2 separate regions of the Zea mays genome follow, and region 1 is linked to region 2. The links are chromatin contacts, called in public Hi-C maps. All regions are on one chromosome and are shown on one strand. Each heading gives the region's core, a stretch centred on a gene start, on an enhancer-like site or on the middle of the called end of the contact. The rest is flanking DNA. Distances are from core to core; before and after follow the strand shown.

The links. A called contact is a pair of places that touch in the nucleus more often than the background predicts.
Region 1: a contact with region 2 is called in a Hi-C map of ear, with 1.8 times the contacts expected there. The contact joins the promoter of LOC103634902 here to the promoter of LOC100274322 in region 2. A contact is called at or near these places in 2 of 25 Hi-C or Micro-C datasets (ear and endosperm).

The regions. Positions count from the first base shown.
Region 1 is chr8:20,918,755-20,925,109 of Zm-B73-REFERENCE-NAM-5.0, reverse strand. LOC103634902 (protein NDL1) reads right to left here and starts at 1,702. Exons shown (of 11, transcript XM_008657476.3): 1 at 1,331-1,702; 2 at 351-450; 3 at 147-244; 4 at 1-15. The coding sequence starts at 1,390.
Region 2 is chr8:20,576,020-20,582,393 of Zm-B73-REFERENCE-NAM-5.0, reverse strand. LOC100274322 (UDP-glycosyltransferase 74B1) reads right to left here and starts at 3,191. Exons shown (of 3, transcript NM_001360567.1): 1 at 2,441-3,191; 2 at 1,864-2,248; 3 at 1,055-1,601. The coding sequence starts at 3,148. The coding sequence ends at 1,264.

The DNA.
Region 1 (6,355 bases), core at 453-2,952, 340 kb before region 2:
TGGAGCCGCTCCTAACTGCAATACTTAACATGCACAATAATAACAACAACCATGTAAGAACCCAACCTAACATGAAAAAGAATGACAAATGGTAGGTTGACTGGATTAATCAAAGCAAGAAAACACACACACACATCATAACTGACCTCGTGCCCTTGAGGTGTGATGTGGTACACACAGAAATTGTGAAGCAACAGCGACGCAGCCTCTGGACAGAAGAACAATCCTTGGAAGCAAGACATGTCTACCGAACAGGAAGAGTTTTCCCAGCGTATTAAGCTGTTGTACTGTATCTATGAAAAACGATTGCGTTCTTTACAAATAAATCTAGAGGCAACAAACGCACTCACGATTCAAGGCTAAATCCGGATAAGTTACGAGCGCGGGCTTGTCCTCGTCTCCGTATACAGAAACCGATAGAGGGCCGTGCCTCGTCCTCACTCGATGCCCCTGAGGAAACACGAGTCAGATGCACACGTTTAGGATCATCAGGGTTCAGTACCATACAGAGAAATAATAACACAATCAGACATATTACGCCACATTATTATTACATCTAATTCTCATCAGTTGACCAAACAACTTTCCCCTTGATACTGATAATCGCCAGGCATTGCCGCGTAAAAAGGGCAGGAGTTGCATTAGCAATAAACAACTAAGGGGTATTTGGTTTCTAGTAACTAATTTTTAGTCTCTCTATTATATTTTATTTTAGCCTCTAAATTATTAAATGCAACAACTAAAATATAGTTTTAGTTTCCATATTAAAAAATTTATGTATTAAAATAAAATGAAATGGAGGAAATAAAAATTATTCACTAGAAATAAAAAAGGTTTTTTAAGCTGATGCTCTCATATTTTTACCTTTAGTCATGATTTTTCTCGGTTTTGTCCTGCTCTTAAAAAACCCCTAAATTTCGTGCCACCTAACCTGTCGGCCTTCCTGTTCTTAACATCATCAACCACAGACAGTTGGGGCTCTCATTCTCTCAATTACAACCACATGCCCACATCATAGGTACACATTGAAAGCAGTGCCACACACACCAGGGAAGTGGGGAACCATCACGCCGCAATAGCTAATCCTCTTATCCCCAATTTACAAGCATTGCCGCTAATAATAGAGAACAGAGAAAAAGAGGGAACATGAACTTCTAATGACAAACACCCCTATCGGACCCGCCGCAATAGTTAGGCCTAGGCGAGAAAGAGCAAGCACAAACCCCAGGGCGACGAACCAAACTCAAACCCTCCCCACACGAATGCACCCAGCCCAATCGGAAATGGGACAAACAAAAATAAGAGAAGCGGGAGGAGGCCGCGCACGGACCTTGCCGCCAAAGAAGATCCGCTCGACGTCGACCGACACGGAGTCGCTGGAGTCCCCCATGGCGGTCGCCTCCCTTAACTCCCTAGAATCTCCTTCTGCCTCCTCTCTCCCCCGCTGCTGGTCTGGCTTGCCTTGCCTTCGTTGGCTCCCCACTAAAATTCTTCGCGTACATGCGCGCGCGTGTAATATATACGTGGAGGCGGAGCCGCCCAGAATAAGCACCCCCACCCCCAACCCACGCCCACCGACGGCGCGGCGGTCAGCTCACCGCCCACGGTGCCCCACCCAACGGCGCCAGAGACACAAAAAAAAACAATGCGCCTGAGGGGCAAGGGCCCACCTGTCACAGAGGGTTCCGCGTTTGACTAATCTGCGGGCCCTTTTATTACTTTTTTTGCTTTGCTAGGCGTGGTACCGACAGGCGACAGCTCGGACAGGTCGCTTGCTAGGGGCACCCCCACGTTTGCCCCTCGTGAAAGGCGTTTACACCTGTGGTAACCGCGGGGATGGTCTCTTTTTTTTTGGGTTGGAGGAAAGTGTTTTCAGCTTTAGTAAAATATGGTGTGGGATGAAATCTTGTTAGGGATGAAAACGGTCGGAAACGATCGGAAAACACTAAAACCGTTACCGTTTCCATATTTTTTATCGGAAACGAAATCGGAAACGGTAATTTCGGAAACGAAAACGACATCGGTATTTCGGAATCATCGAAAACGGAAGTTCGGTACAAAAAAAACATCGGTATCGGTCGGAATCTAAAATACAATCGGTAACTATATCAATATAAAAAACATACGCTTTCATGGAGGTGAAGCTTCACCTTCACTAGCCATTAGAGCGTATCACTGCAAATAAAAATTGTGACATTAGAGTAGATCACACCTTCACATTTTCCTTTTTTTTATCGGATTTTTGTTTGAGCAAACACCTGTTTTAGATAACACATGTTTTGGATATGTGTTATTACTCCGTAGTATTTTATATGAACACCCCCACATACTTTAAAGCCCATGATATGGCACTCAGTAAAGCATCAATGTGACTAATCATTAAAAAAACTGGTAAGCATTTTCTGCGCATAAAAAATATCTACCATTTGTTTCCTGTAGCTTGAACGGTGGACTACGGTGTTCTACTTCCATGCTTTATAGCAAAAAGGTCAAACAATGCAGCGTCGTCAAGCGCGAGGCATTGATAGCGATGCGATTGCGTCTGGATAATGAGGTCACTGGATCACATTTGCCATGTGCAAACTGCAGCCTCCAGCCTCCAGGGTACGAAGCAGACTTCAATCCCGAAACCAGAACAGAACCAGAACGGCGGGACCGGCATATGAACTGATCGAGCAAGCCACGGATGCGTCGGGCGCGTGAGGAGGAAGAGCAGCGACAGGAGGAGGACTGAAGTGCGTCCATGGCGGCTCAGTGCGTCCGGCAGTCTGTGCGTGCATGAGTGCGTCCGGCAGTCTGTGCGTGTATTAGGGATTACAGATTACTTACTGGATTGGGGCATTGGGGACAGTTCGTCCGTCCGTGGTCCGGCAGAGAGGAGAGGAGGAAGATGAGTCACACCGTCACGGGATTTAGGGGCACGCCATGGAGCGTCGAGCTGAGCAGTGGCGACTGGCGGTGGGCGGTGTCGCTATGCAGTGCTTGCTGTGCCGTGCAGGCGTGCGGCGGCTGTGCCTGGGCGAGGGCAACGAAAGACTAGAAGTGGACTGTGGTGGCCGACGACAGATGAGCTGTGGAGGCCTGCTGGGCTGCTTGCTCCCATGGGCCGTCTGAGTTGTGAATTTAGATTTTAGAAATTGGGCTGGGCCATGAGTTTCGGTAAATTCCGAATTTTGAATTCGGTAAATTCCGATCCAAAACGGTAACCGAACAAAACGGTCGGTAAAGGGCTATACCGATTTCGATACCGATTCCGATCTAAAATTCCGATGACCGATTCCGATTCCGAGAAATACCGATACCGACGATTCCGATCGGAAAAAATCGAAAACGGTTTCCGGAATTCCGAAAAATTCCGAAACCGTTTTCATCCAAGTAATGGTGATAAATACGCTCTAAAATTAGTTATTGGCACCAGGTTTTAGTTACGGCCGTTTTTGAAAGAAAAAAAAATGTGTGCTGGCTCTAAACTCTTTCCATACTTAGTCAACAGCATATTTTATAATATTACAAATACGTCGTGAACAACATGAATGGAAATAATGCATTTAACCATGCAACATTGGCCTTGAATTTGTTCTTTTAAAAATACTTTTAAATGATTTATTTGTATACCGTTTGTATAATTTAACAATGGCAAGAAACAAATGCAAGATCATGTAGGAGGCAAGGCAACATCAAGGGCTATGTTTCATCAGTCATCATGACCAAAGTTCTCAACTAAATCCCATGAGATTAAGAATAACTTAGCGCATGTTATGTTTTTTTTGCCAACTAAAACACTATGGGTTTGCGCGTGTCACCACCGCACAAACAAATACGGGACGTGTAGTACTAGTGACATGACCATCACATGCCGTTGGTGATGGTTCTAAATATGCTCCAAAATCGGTACTACTGGTAGATTTTGATCGTGGTCTTTATGAAAAAACATGTGCTCATAATGCTTTCCATACTTAGCCAATAACATATTCTGAGTATCAAGACAATCATAATGAGAATAATTTAGAGGTGTTTGAATGCACTAGAGCTAATAGTTAGTGGCTAAAATTAGTCAGATTATCCAGACACTCTAGCTAATAGTTTAGCTATTAGCTATTTTTGGTAAATTAGTTAATAGTTAGGTAGTTGTTTGTTAGCTAGCTAATTTTACTACTAATTTTTAGTCAACTAACTACTAGTTTTAATGCATTCAGACATCCCTTAGTCGATCAAAATGTAGTTTCACATTTTATTTTTCAAAATAAAACACGACGGTGAAGCTCGAAGAATAGATCAAAATAAATTCATACTACTTTCATCCATAAAGAACGCACTTGTCGTTTTAGAGGACATACTAGTGAACAAATAGACAGTATATATGTCACTGTTCATTTTATTTTTTTCATCAAAATAGGAAAGTTGGCTATTTGTGATTTAGCATGATCATTATTGTCGTATTTTCGTTTTTTTATTTAAAACAAAAATATCTTATTCTAACCACTTTTGGTTTCTGTAATTGCAATGTCATTAATATCATTTTTTGTACGTTTTCATGTCAATATATTACACTACATTTTACCAAACCAATGTGCAAATGTAGAATTAGTTTTTTACAACATTTGAATGCTACAATTACATCATTTTCATGAGGAAGGGAGTAATTGACTATTGTGTGTCGCTAGGCAGAAGTGGTGGGTCTTATGGCACCCCCTCCATGACAATGAAACTCCTATTATTGTTTTTTGTTCTTGCCAATGAAGAGAGAAAGTAAAGTTTCAAGGTTGAAGATGACATGAGGCCATGCACGAACTCCTTTTAAACCTTTGTTGTTTGTGATACGCTCTTTCGCTAGACATGAATTAATCATAACAAGAAACCGGTTTACATATTCTAGTACTCGCTAGACCAAACTATAAATTTGACCAAATAATGAGTACTAATACATGACATTCTAGATAAAGACTAATATAATCATTATAATGAAATGCATTTTCATGCTATATATATTTTGAGTATGAATTTAGCTAAATTTAAGATAGTCTAACTTAAATTGCACCTAGAATTTTTTCCAATCTCATCCAATCCATGGGTAACGGGATTAACCGAACAAGGCCTAACTGAACCTAAATACTACGTTGTGGTTCTTCAAGTATTAGATACATCTAATAAATCTCTTCATACAAACTAATGTATCAAGTCTTATATCTTATTCACTATAATCTCTCAAGATGGGACTCATTTATGCCTCGTTTGGTTACTTTAGTCTAGGGACTAAAGTTTAGTTAGAAGACTAATATAAAATTTAGTTTCTACTCTATTTGGTTATAGGGACTAAAACTATTCAAAACATATTAAGTAAATCATAAGAGGACTAAAATAACCCTTAGCATTCTCACAACATTAGTGCAACTGAAATAAAAGAAGGGCAAAAAGTGGAATTTATATGGTTTTGTCGGGTACCGTAATTAGGGGTACCCCCAACACTCCTAAAACACGGCTGGTAAACACCCTCAGCACAAACTGCAAAGACTGATGGGCGCGGTTCAGGTCAAGACCTCGTCTACCAAGGGACACAATCTCGCCTCGCCCGAGCCCGGCCTCGGGCGGGAACAGTAGTCCCGGACGAATTTACGCCTCGCCCGAGGGCCTCCTCAGGCGGTGGGCACACCCTCGGCTCGCTCGAAGCCCAGCTCGGGCAGGCTTCGTCGAGAAGCAACCTTGGCCAAATCGCCTTACCAACCGGCCGTATCGCAGACGCATTCAATGCGAAGATCGCCTGACACCTTATCCTGACACACGCGTCTCAGTCGGCAAGGTCGAAGTGACCGCAGTCACTTCGCCCTTTCACTGACCGACCTGACAGGAAAATAGCGCCGCTCGCCCCGCTCCGACTGCTGTGCCACCCCCCGGGGTAAGACTGACAACAGCCGAGTTCAGCCTCGGGCGCAACAGGAAGCTCCGCCTCGCCCGACCTTAGGCCTCGGCCTCGGGAAGAGGTCTTCGCCTCGCCCGACCCCAGGGCTCGGCCTCAGCCTCGGCCTCAGGAGGAATCGCGTCCTCGCCCGACCCCGGCCTCGGCCTTAGGAGAAGTCTCCGCCTCGCCCGACCTTGGGCTCGGACCGACCGCGCCACAGTGAGAGCACCTAGAGGGGGGTGAATAGGTGATCCTGTAAAACTTGAAATTAATACCACAAAAACTTGGTTAAGCGTTAGCACAGTATTGCCAAGTGGCTAGAGAAGAGTCTTAGCGAAACACAATAACCACAAGAGATCAATCACAGAGATGGCACAGTGGTTTATCCCGTGGTTCGGCCAAGACCAACGCTTGCCTACTCCACGTTGTGGCGTCCCAACGGACGAGGGTTGCAATCAA
Region 2 (6,374 bases), core at 1,942-4,441:
CGGCAGACGACCATACGAGTGAGGAGAGGGAGAGGGAAAGTGGCGAGGCCGGCTGGGCCACATTAGAAGAGTGGCCCACTAAGCAAGTGAGGCTTTTTTTTCTTGTTTTCTAAGTTTTCATTTTTAAACCAAATTTCTAATTCAATCAATTCAAAATCATCTCAAACAATAGAAATAGTGCTTCAACATGCGGTGCACAGACAAGTCATTTTATATTTTCTTTTATTTTTTGTCTCATTTATTTGAAGAGAAGCAAATTAGATGCACAAAAATACCCAAATTCAAATGATCCTTTTGGAGAATTTTTATTTAGATTTTAAACTTATGAAATTTTTGGGTCGGGTGCTTTTTTAGGGTGGCGGACTTATGTCTAATGGCCACAACAACATCCTCATCTAACTGTGTTTTAGCCGATGTTCCAGAAATCATTGGTCCTCCACCACTTATTTCTTTATTGACTACGACATCCGTGGTGTATATTTTGTTGATGTTGCAGAATGTAGTACTCTCTAATTTTTAGAACTTATTGTAGTAAGTGACTCAGGTGTTACAAATGCAAGGGTTTTCACAATATGTCTCCGTGTTGGATCTGTCGGCCTTTGGGACTGAATATTCTGACATGACTGCTGATCTTGTGCCTCAAGACCGGATTGTGGAATTTTCAATCTGGTCGAGCTAGCCTATCAAGTACTGAAATTTGTGGTGCCCCCAAGCTGAGTGATGTGGTATTCTATATAGAAATTGTGGGCGTGGAGTGGGGCTAAGCACGCGCAGGGGGGGGGCGAGGGGGAATTGTGGCGGCGCAATGGTACCGAGCCCTCTTTTGGCTGCTGAATCGTGATTGTCGTTCATAACAGCTTGGAGACAGAACATAGAACGCATGCACAAAGATAATTTGATCTCCTTACATACAAAATGCAGGGAAAAGAAATAATAAAAGAAAGATTATACAGTAAATGGTAGTATCATCAATTAGAAGATGTTTGTAATCTCTTTTTTACTAAGTAAATATTTCGGATGGCAATATTGTGAAGCACTACGTTGAGTCCCAAATGTGCAATTCTGTATGCTTACAACGTTTCAAAGGGTGCATAACAGTATTATATATATATATATATATGTGTGTGTGTAATTTTTATTGGAGTACTAACTTATGACAACGTTTCAAAGGCGGGAGCGCAGCGGTAAAGCTGCTAACTTATGACGCAGATTCTGGGTCGTGAAAATAGGCTCTTGTAGATACACAAAAAATCTGTTTGACAACTAACTTGATGAATACTTGGCGACGAATTCAGCAATATTCTTGTCCGAGCTCCCTCCGTACTGTGCAGCTTCCTTGGCCTTTTTCATCCACACATTGGCATTCATCCTGTACTCATCTTTTCTATCCCCATCCATGACATCCTTGATGCACCTCGCCACCTCGTCTCTCGTCACCAAGCCTTTCTCATCCTTGCGCACCTTGACACCCAAGCCCCACACGCTCTCCATGTATTTCGATATGGTCGGCTGGTCAGCCCAGTGTGGTACTGCCACCATTGGCACGCCATTAACAATCGCTTCTAGTGTCGAGTTCCATCCACAGTGCGTGAAGAAACAGCCTGCATGTTTGAAATACGCAACTAAATTTCACATTCCTTGCCAGTTTGTCTCATTTTTCCTCATATATATATATATATATATATATAAGCTATATTTGGATACTCTAGTATTTAGTACAATGTATATAAGTTAAGGTAGATTAAGGTGTAAATTAGTTTAATTTACACCCGAAACCCCCTCAACCAATATGTGCTGAGATGAATACTATAGCATCCAAACAAGCCCGTAAGAGTAAGAGAATAACCATTTCCCATATATTACCTGTAGCTTTATGTGCAAGAACTTCGAGCTGTGGGCACCAAGAGACAACAAGGCCGCGCTCCTTGCACTTGTCGCGAAGCTCATCCGACAGCTTGTGTTCTTCATTCGACCTCACAACCCAAATGAATGGTTTGCCAGAACTGTACAGCCCGTTGCCAAGCTCTTCTAGCTGATTTTCGTCGTAATCTGAAACAGTTCCATAGGATACGAGAACTACAGAACGCGGACGCTGCTTGTCAAGCCAAGGCAGACATGAGTCGCTGCTGCTGAAGAGGTTGAATCCGTAGGCCTTGTTCAACGGAAAGCGGTCATCATCAAGGTAAAATGATGGCAACGTTGGGCCTATTGTCTTCGCGCGCCATGTTAGGGACATATAATCTGCCTCCTGCTCAGTTAATTAGCAACGCAAAAATGTGTCAAAAAAAGAAAATCAATCTTGTGATGGCGAAGTGGAATCAAAGGAAACAACAGAGCAATCATGGACTTGCTTGCTTCAGCAGCGAAAATTCACTTGAGCAAAACAGCAAACAGGTGCCGTGCCGGCCGTGGTGACGCGCGGTACGGTAACCTCTCTCACCGTGGGTTCGATGTCGCGGAATGAGTTGACGAGCACGTCGTCGGCGTCCTCCAGCCCCTCGAACTGCCGCACCGTCGCCCGAAGGAACACGGGGCACCAGTCTGGCCTGGCCGCGAACGGCGGCACGTCGTCGGGCCCGAGGTCGACACCCAGCAGCCCGCGCGCGAACAGCTCCTTCCCGTCCACCACGGGCAGCGGCAGCCGCCCCGCCCACACCTCCCCGTAGATGACGTCAACGGAGCACGGCTGCGACAGGAACGCCACCGCCGGCACCCCGGCCGCCTGCGCCACCCAGCGCGCCCACGGCAGGTGCGGGTCGTAAACCACCACGCGCACGGGCCGGCCCTCGGCGGCCTCCGTCCGGATCAGCTCCGCCAGCGTCTCCGAACCCACGGCCTCGAGCTGGCGATAGTACTCAGCGATGTCGGGGCACGCGGCCGCGCCGCCGCCGTCGAAGCCGTCGGAAATGGCTGCCACCCTGAAGGGCTCCCCTGGGGGCGGCGTGGTGGAGAGTACGTACCGGGAGGTGACGAGCGTGGGGCGGAAGCCGTGGTAGGCGAGGCGGCGGCCAAACTGGAGCAGCGGGTTCGTGTGGCCCTGCGCGCCAGGGTACGGCAGGAGCAGCACGTGTGCGCCGCCGCCGCCCCCGGGGCCGCTGGCAGCAGAGGAGGAGGAAGACGAGGTGGCGCTCGTGCTTGTGCTCCCCATGGTTTGTTGTCTTCAGCTTTGAGTTCGCACTTCGTAGTGATCAGAGCCTGGGCCCTGGAGTAAATAAATAAGGCGTTCCTTTGCTGTGGGTGGAGGCACAGCGGCGTGGCGCGCAAGTTTTCTCGTTCGTTGGAACTTGGAAAGTCGAAGTCGGAGTTGACCATTGACTGGTGTCGTAGCACGTTTTTTTTGGTTGTTGATGGAGTTGTCTGTCCAGCCTTTTCTTTCTTTCTTTCCTGGCTCCAAGCCAACAAAAATACGCTTTTCTTTTCGGAATTGCTAGCGTGGTTCCTGTCATCTTCGACTTTTAGTTGTCTTGTACCTCCGGAATTGCTAGCGTGGTTCCTGTCATCTTCCGCTTTTTCTTTCGGATTTGCCACAAAGACCACCTGACATAGCGACGCAAAATTTTTCTAAAACTTAAATTGTTTGAACTGCAATCTCTATGCTACTAATCTCGTTACCAAATAAATGGAATCTGTCTATGCCTTGTGCAGTCATGATTTGATTGTGGTCACTCCTCAAATATGTTATCTTTTTTATATCTGTGATGTTGTGCCATTATAGATTGCATCTGTCTATGCTAATTTTTTTTAGATAACGAAAACATAGTTCGAACTTGGTCTCAAACGAGGTTATGACCAATTATTACAACCGAAGGCAGCATATTGTCTTGACCCATCACACGATCTCATCAAAAACACCCAATACTAAATCAAAGCTACTACAAAGTTAAACGCAACAAAGATCTCCATCCGAAAATTGTGGAAATGTAGTAGCACCATCTCCACATTACGACATGAAGACTTTTATTAACTTTTGGTCCTCCCTTTTAGGCTAAAGCTAGGTCTAGAAGCAGGCACCAATAAGTTGTCCTAAAGATTACCTGCAAACAAGATTTAGGAGACCATTTATTGAAAACCACATCATTCCTGCTTCACCAAGTAGCCCAACGAAGTGCAAATGCAACAATTAATAGTTAGTGGCATGATCTTACCAGCAGCCCCCTCGCCCAGACCCCAAACAATTCATTAGCATCCCGAGGAGGTCTCGACCCCGTATTTATCTGTAACAAACGCCATATGAAAGACGCATATGAGCACCTGAAAAACAGATGTTTTATTGTCTCCAGTCTGCTACAAAAGCAATAGGTCTTATTATCATTCCAATTCCTGATAGCCAAGTTATCCTTTGTAAAAGTTACACCTCTTTTGATGTACCACATAAAACTTTTATTTTCAAAGGTATCTTAAGTTTCCAAAGTTCCTTGTTATCCACTTCCACCCCACTGCTGAGAGTTCCTAAACAGTAAACAACCCATTAGTAGTCAAGTTCCATCTAAACGGGTCCCTATTAATATCCAAATTAGTATGTGCCACCAGTGTCACTAGTTGAAACAACTGGACTCTCAACTGGTGTACCAAACCCCTACGAAAGGATATGTTTAAGGACACTGTTACGTTCTTCCTCCTTGCTAAGTTATATAGAAGCGAAAATCAATATTTTAATGCTTCCAACCCAAACCAATCATCCTCCTGGAAACGCACTTGGGACCTATCATGTGCTTGAAAGGTACCTTTACTGATGAATAAATCCTTAATTTTCATAAGGCCACTCCAAAAGTGTGAACATGTGGCCCTTTGTTGTGCCTGGGATAAGGTTTGATTGACCAGATATTTTCTTCTCAGAAAGGATTGCCACATTCTTTCTTCATTGAGAAGTTTATTCAACCATTTTCTTAAGAGACATTAATTTTGTACCTCTAAATTCAAAATGCCTAACCCATCTAACTCATTAGGTTGGCAAATTACATCCCATCTAGTAGGTATAAACACCGGTTGTCCATCATAGTCTGCACTTGGGATGGACATGGACACCAATATGTAGTAGATGTTTGAAATAAATATATTTCTAGCCGCTGACATGGCTTGCACATGCAAGCAGATCTGCTTTTCATGGGATGTCGCCATGTCGGAGGAAAAATAGGGGTTGGATTGGAAGGCATGCAAAGTGGGGACCACATGAGATTTTTTTTATCATTCAATCAACCAGGGGCTTTCACATGTAGCCACGGTTCCCACTCTCACTGTTTCAGATCCACTTGTATAGCCAACCCCTCTGACTTAGTCTGTTTTCTCTCTTCCATTGTGTTGCCACCACGTCATGAAGCAGGCGATCGTGGTGTGTGCCAGCACATTCTGGGCACCATCACACCACGCACCCGTGCGGCGCAAGGGCACCGCGGCGGCGGAGCTGCTCCAGGTGCTGCTCGCCTGCCGCTTTTCTATGTCCCCAGCTGTGGCCTACGTGCCTGCCTCAGATTAGCGTGAATTTGATCGGATACGGGCTCGACCACGGTCGATGCACCGCGAGAAAGCGGTCCCGAGTTGGTGCGCCACGCCCCAGACCAGCCGCCCTCGCTTGGCCAGGCGTGGCCCCTCGCGGATGGACGCTCTTCCAATGCGGCGTACGACCTCCGGTGTGCGGCGTGACATGCGGGCCCTGCCACGGCATGGCTACGCCCCCCCCCCCCCCCCCCCCCCCGGCGTGACTGCTGGCGCGGGCATGGGTGCCAGCGCGCAGCATGGCCCCGATGCTATTTTATTTTTCTCTCTGAATAGCAGTACAAGATTTCATCCTCAACGTGATACATACCGCTTAATTACATAGAGGAGAATTGAAGCCTATCGCGTAGGACAGTTCGACTTGACGAAGAGTTGATGCAGATCTAATCCCGCAGCAATGTCGAGGTAAAGCGTGCTGATAACGTGTTGAGGACTATATTGCCACAGATTACCAGATCCGCTCTCTTCCCTCCTGTCAGCAGTAGAGGCGCGAGAAGTCCTAGAATCCTGTTCCCTTCCCCAGCAATCCGTACACTCAGAGAACAAATGAGACACAATATATAGGGTTTGGTCTCTTGCCTCTTTTTTTTCTATTCTCTTATGAGAGGGTACAAATTTCTTTATATAGAGACGTGAGACCCTCAGTGGTAAAATTGGTATTTGACCATATAACCTTAATTAGGGTTACTTAACATGGATGACCCTTCAATCTATCAGTGGTAAAACTGATTTATGGTACAAGATAGAAATTGTTAAAAGGACGCGCTTTTATCAGTTTTTTTGGGGGGTTGGGGGGAGGAAACGCGTATAGACATATAGTACAAATAAACTGTGTGAATGGATATATATACAGCTACGAATGTTCCGTTTGCTGACCACCA